2 separate regions of the Mus musculus genome follow, and region 1 is linked to region 2. Evidence: chromatin contacts called from public HiChIP or PLAC-seq data. All regions are on one chromosome and are shown on one strand. The core of a region is the stretch at or near the end of the contact, and the rest is flanking DNA. Distances in the headings are between cores, read along the strand shown. Region 1 overlaps BC046251 (cDNA sequence BC046251). Region 2 holds the start of Tjp1 (tight junction protein 1).

Evidence for each region. HiChIP or PLAC-seq counts read pairs in DNA pulled down with a chosen protein or histone mark.
Region 1: a contact with region 2 is called in an H3K4me3 HiChIP or PLAC-seq map of forebrain, with 5 times the contacts expected there. The contact joins the enhancer-like site here to the promoter of Tjp1 in region 2. A contact is called at or near these places in 1 of 39 promoter capture datasets (cranial neural crest) and 5 of 115 datasets of contacts at active chromatin or transcription factors (embryonic basal ganglia, embryonic forebrain, embryonic stem cells and 2 more).

What each region holds. Positions count from the first base shown.
Region 1 is chr7:65,609,030-65,612,116 of GRCm38.p6, reverse strand. It overlaps BC046251 (cDNA sequence BC046251), which reads right to left. Exons shown (of 8, transcript NR_131060.1): 3 at 2,545-2,775; 4 at 2,131-2,387; 5 at 1,713-1,820; 6 at 1,216-1,363; 7 at 865-945. Among named protein-coding and RNA genes, the nearest start is that of BC046251, 29 kb to the right of the region's middle. Within about 2 kb of position 1,311, at least 13 of the 459 cell types and tissues checked have an H3K27ac peak or open chromatin away from gene starts, as enhancers often do. A contact at or near this core is called in forebrain, where this site is marked.
Region 2 is chr7:65,369,849-65,372,548 of GRCm38.p6, reverse strand. It overlaps Tjp1 (tight junction protein 1), which reads left to right and starts at 1,305. Exons shown (of 27, transcript NM_001163574.1): 1 at 1,305-1,739. The coding sequence starts at 1,713.

The DNA of each region.
Region 1 (3,087 bases), core at 62-2,561, 240 kb before region 2:
GCTACACAGAGAAACCCTGTCTCGAAAAAAAAAAATCTGGATTGGATATTGGTCTTCCAAATTTGGCAAGACACATGTAGCTTCTCTCATGCAAGGCAGAATCTTGGGACAGTGCCGTCAAGGACTTTAGAGGACTTTATAAGGTTGTAACAGAAAAAGTAAGGTATAGACTTGGTGTATTGTAGAGGGTCCAGACCTGACAATGCTTCTCAGATTGTAGCCTGGTGACATCACACAGGAAAATTACCTGTGTGTGGCTCAAATTTGTTCCAGTGTTCCAGTATTTAAGAATATAGCTTACTGGGAAGTCAGAAGGGAAAGAGGTCTGTCCCACAGCCAGACTACTGAGGAACTGCCCCACAGGAGGTTCTCTTAGTAAGTAGTGACCCCCTCTTACTATCTATAATGGACTGGAGGCACCCCTTTATAAGGGGGATTCACCTACTAAAAAGGGTTTCTCCAAGTTCAGGGACATCAACACAAAGACATGTCTACCTCTCAGTGCAAGGTTAGATTATTCAAGGGATTTGTGTAAGCAAAGGAGAGGCTCACTCACTGACTCAATGGAAGGTGGGGGCTTACTCCACAACAGTGCTTGAGGAATGAGACAGAAAGGCAAGGGTTGCGAAAGCACGTGAGTCAGCTGCCACTGTGCCAGTTCAGATAAATAATAGTACAGACATCGAGATGGGAGAAGGAATAGAAGACACAAGCCCTCCAAAGTGCAGTGGCAGCAAATCTGTCAGGGAGAAGGGAGTGGGAGTCCTCCAAAGATATGTGGGCTCATCCTGAATGAGTAGCTGCCAATCATACCCCTCACTGAGAGCGAAAGGGGCTCTGAGGAGAGGAATGTAACCCCCTTACCATCACGGGCTGTAAAATGTAAAAACCGTCCAGCTTCTCCATTGCTTTCATGTCCGTCCAAAGTGTAGCCTTGGCCAGGGTCTGTCAGTTAAGAATGGGCAGTAAGCTTTTCCACAAGGCACCAAAAGGAATCCCAATGCATGATGGTAACCCAGGGTCACAACTTGGAGGCCTTTGGGCATCTCTGGAAAGCAGCCCCAGCTAGGACTTTCAGTTGCCACAGAACAACTGACCAAATACCACTAGCATTACTCGGAGGGGAGGCAAGAAGAGAAGTCCCCATGTGGGTCCCAAAGTTGTGTCAGGAAGTGTTGGTAATGGGCCAGTGATGTGGGAGATGAAAGGACTTACCAGGACGTGAAAGCGGAAGTAGAGTTTATCCACACACTGTGGTACAGCTACAGAGGCAGGAGAGTAGACGCTGTCTGCACAGAGGCATTCCTGGGGGTGCCCTTATGCAGAGACTTCCAGGCAGGCGGTGTTTCAGCGTTTGCAATAACTGCAGACAGGCTTGTTATAGTTCCATCTCTTTGAGGAGATAACGATCCTGCTCACAGGCTACAACGGTTTTGTTTGTCTAAGCCCAACCTGTCCTTGGGTAGTAAGCCTTGTTCTGAAGCTAAAACAGCTGAGTCTAGCCATCACTCCAAAATAGTGTCCACAGAAAGCAATCATGGGAGCAGAGGGCAAGCAGGTTGGCATGAGTGTGTGGAAGCCCCAGGGCGCCAGGAAACAGGACTTTTGCTCTTTTCTCTTGGCCCCAAGTCAATGGCCTGCTTCTAATTGCTGGGAGCCTGGAAACTGATTCTCAGCCCCACATCCCACTCCTTGCAGCTTCTGTGACTCACCGCTGTGCCACTGGGTGGCGGTGCCAGCTGGCAATCTTGCTCGGAGCTGATACACTCACATCTCCCTATGAGGACCAGGCATGTCTGCCAAGTTCCATCCCATGCGCCCTGGAAAGATGGGAAGACACATGCATCTGAAATGCTTTCTGCCTCAGAACTGGAGATACAAGATCAAGGGGAGTCATCCAGGAGCCATGGGCCAGAGCTGGTGCCAGGAGCTGGCCTTGCTTTACTAACTCAGAACCCAGCCTTATATTTCTGATGGATGGAATCTGACCATCCTGCAGGGATGGGTTGCCAAAGCTATTTTTGATTTGTGTGGGTACAGTGCAAAGTCAAAAAAAAAAATGTAACCCATAGAATACAGCTGCAATTATTAAACAAAAAACCAAAACACAAAGCAAAAAACTCTACCGACCAGATCAGATCAGAAATGCAGCAATCAGGCTCTAGGTCAGGAATCCAGGTCAGGCACACAGAAGAAGACCACGTGGCTCTGAGCCTAGCTTGGGAGCACCAGATGAGCGAGGCAGAAGAATGAAAGGAGCACTCACTCCCAGAAGAACTCGGGATCAAGATCAGACTGGAGCAGCAGTCGTCCAGCAGAGGAAAGGGTATCCGGAGGCATATGTGGCTGGGGCAGTAGGCTCCTCCCTAAGTAACTGACTACCTTCCCTGGAATTCCAGAAGGGTGTAAAGTCAGGTGCTATGGGAAGCACAGGGAACAACCTCTAGTAGTTGGTTTCGATGAAAGTATGAAAGGGTGAGTATCCTCATCATCTACTGATGCATAATAAACTATTAACACAAACAGCACCTGCGGGCAGGATACCTGGACACAGCTCACTTGTGAATCCAGCTCCAGGTTTCTCAGAAGGCTACAGTCAGGGTGTCAGACATGATGTCATCTGAAGGTGCCACTGGAGCAGGATCGCGTCTAAGCTTCCCCCATGTCCTTTTTGGAGGCATTCAGTTCTGCTAGACACTGGGATAAGGGTCGTGCTCCATTGGCGGTGGTCGGAGGCTGCCCCCAGCTTCTTGCCGTGTGAATGTCCCCAACTCGCTATAATCACAGCAAGCATGTGAGAAGAGTCAGAGAATGAATGAATAAAGAAGATGGAAAACATAGTCTTTTATAGTCCACTCTCATGATACCCATCATCCTTGCTGAATTACATACATTGAAATGGGGTTATTGGGTTCATCTCCCACATACAAGGAGGGGATTATTCTATCCATTGCATGGCTATCAGGAGTGGGAATCTCACCAGAAGCTAGTTGCATTGCTAGAGATTGGGAAGGTAGAAATGTCTTGGGCCTCAAATACAATGACAGGATGGAATTCCGTAGGCCTCCGATGACGAATCCATGTGTC
Region 2 (2,700 bases), core at 56-2,555:
CTCTTATTAAATGGTAATGCCCTCCCTGGTATGAAAGTCCTTCAGGAACCGCTTTCTCAGCCACAGCACACCCAAGTCTTTTATAATGCTGTTTTCTCATAGGATAAATTTAATCACCCCCTTTGAGAGAACACAGGACACTTTGCCTGTGAAATAACTACACACACCACAACTAAAACAAAACAAAACAAAAAACAAAACTGACTTTAACTGTTTTCCTACATGCCGAGAAACAGGGTTTGGTTTGCACGATGCTCTTTTCTGGTTCAGCTGGCTTAGAGTTACAAAATACTTGACTTTGAAACCTTAATTGATGTTTACATTTCATGTATGGATATTTCCAAGTTAGAATTAGGTTTAAATTGGTCATATAGTTGAATTCTCAAAAGACAACAATAGTCTAAAAGCCGATGCTTCTGTCTCCCTCTTCCTTGTATGGCTACTGTAGCACTATGCTAGGTACTTTAGGATGTTATCTAATGTTACTAAATTTTTCTAATATTCCTTAAGAGCTTTGCAGTATACAGAATGTAAATTAATGAAGCTCGAAATAGTTTTCTACCTAATTTTTTTTTTTTTTTTTTTTTGGTTCAGCAAGACAGTTGGCCTAAGTTTGCACAGTGGCCTATTGAACTTGTTGAATTCCGCGTGTCCTTACATCCTTTTCTGGTTTAGAAAGGCAGGCAGCCTGCTCTGTCTCTTCAGGGGCCAAGAATTTCAGCAATCTTGATAGCCTAAAATATTCTATTGAGATCCCTGTCTAGCGAGGCGGGAGAAGGGGGCTGGGATTATCTCAGTGTCCAGATTTGTACCTGGTTTATTTAAGGCAGTCGGTTTGTCCTGAGCCTTCTAGAACGCTTCTGTTGTGCTTTAAACAAAAACATATCTCCAATGGGGTAACAGTGCCGAGACACATGGTGACAGTTGTGACCATTGTTACTTGCGAGGCTAAAGAAACCACAGTTGGGTATTGGCCAGGCCGACCTTAATTGTCACACTCCTGCGTGGGGCCCATCTGGGGTTGCTGGTTGAGGAGAAAGTAGACAAGTCTGTGTAGGGAGTCAAAAAGCTTTAGTACACAGGAGTTTGGGGTTCTCGGGGGTGGGGGTGAATCGAATTCTGCCGGATCTGTGATAAAAACAAACAGGATGGATCGCGCGGCAGCGGAAACCGCCTAGCAAGTAACTTGGGTAGCCGAGCTTTTCCTTCCGCGCGGGGGTCGGACCCGGCCTGGCCCCGCCCCTCGCGGAGGCCCCGCCCCCGCCGGCTGGGCATGCTCAGTGGCCCGGTCCGGCAGGTTTTGCGTGGCCGCCTGAGTTGCCCGCGACGGCTCTGCCCGCCGACGGCACGTCTCTCGGCGGCCGCGCGTTCCGGGGAAGTTACGTGCGGGAGCAGGCTTTGGAGGAGACGCCCGAGGGTGTAGGGGACAGCCGGAGGCCCGGGTACTGCGGAGCGGCGAGCCGGCGGAGGGCGGCGGAGGCCGAGCAGGCGGCCGGGTGTGCCCCGCGGAGAAGCCCGGGCGGGGCGGACGCTTCCCGGACTTTTGTCCCACTTGAATCCCCTCCCCGTGGGCCGGGCCTTTCCGGCCTCCCCCGCCCCTGCCCCGCTCGTCCCCGGGAGATGTTTATGCGGACGGTGGCGTGAGGAGCGGGCGGGCCGGCGGCGCGGAGTTTCGGGTCCGAGGAGCTTCGCGCGGCGCGGAGAGAGACAAGATGTCCGCCAGGGCCGCGGCCGCTAAGGTGAGAACCTCTCGGCCAGCCGGGCGGCGGGCTGGGCGGCGGGGGGCGGCGGGGGAGCCTCGCCCCGCCCTCCCCGCGGCGGCAGCCGGGGGCGACCGCGGCGGGGCGGTGAGGGAAGGCGGGAGGGCGGGCTGGGGGTGCGCCTGCCGCCCGGGCAGGTGCACGGCTGCCGGTGCCTGGCTCCGGCTCGCGCTGGGAGGCGACGTGCAACAGGTCCCGCGCCTGGAAAGTCGCCCCGGGTGAGGATTCTCAGGTCCCGGGAGCGTGTCTGCGGAGACCCGGGGGTGTCAGCTGCAGCAGGAGGGTGGGTGGGTAGCCGCGGGGCTGGCTCTGGAGGAGTGGTTGGTACCCGACGAAACCCTATAGTTTCGATCTGATGTCACCCGCTGCGGTATGCGCAATGGCAGCGATAAAGCTTGGAGACAGCAAAACACTCAGCTCTAGAGTAGCTATGGTTTATTTTGAGGTTTATTATTTATGTGAGGCCACAGAAGGAGGAAAGTTTTTAAGCACTTTAATTTCAACTTTCAGAAGTAGCACAAAGTGTCCCTACACATGGACAGTAAGATGGGTGCAAACCAAAAGAGCCCGGTGAATTCTGCACAAAACAACTTGCCTATTTTCCTGTGTGCTTTGAAGTGTGCTTCTTGACAGTGTGTTATATTATTATTACATTAGGCTAAAATTCTTAAAGATGAAGTAGAATCCTTCTTTTGTACGTTTTAATTAAAAAAAAATCCTAAAGTGCTTGCTTTTTCAATGACAGACATACAGTGTGAGAAAAATCAATCCGTTATTCAAACAGCTTAAACAGGTGGTGATTTTATGTAGTTTTCTATTTGAAATACTTAATCATAACCTTTGAGAATAGATGGAAATTTCTGAATTCTTGACAGGACCTTGTTTCTTTGGCAGATACAAGGTTTAGTATAGATTGTTTTAAGGAATAGAGTATTGCTCC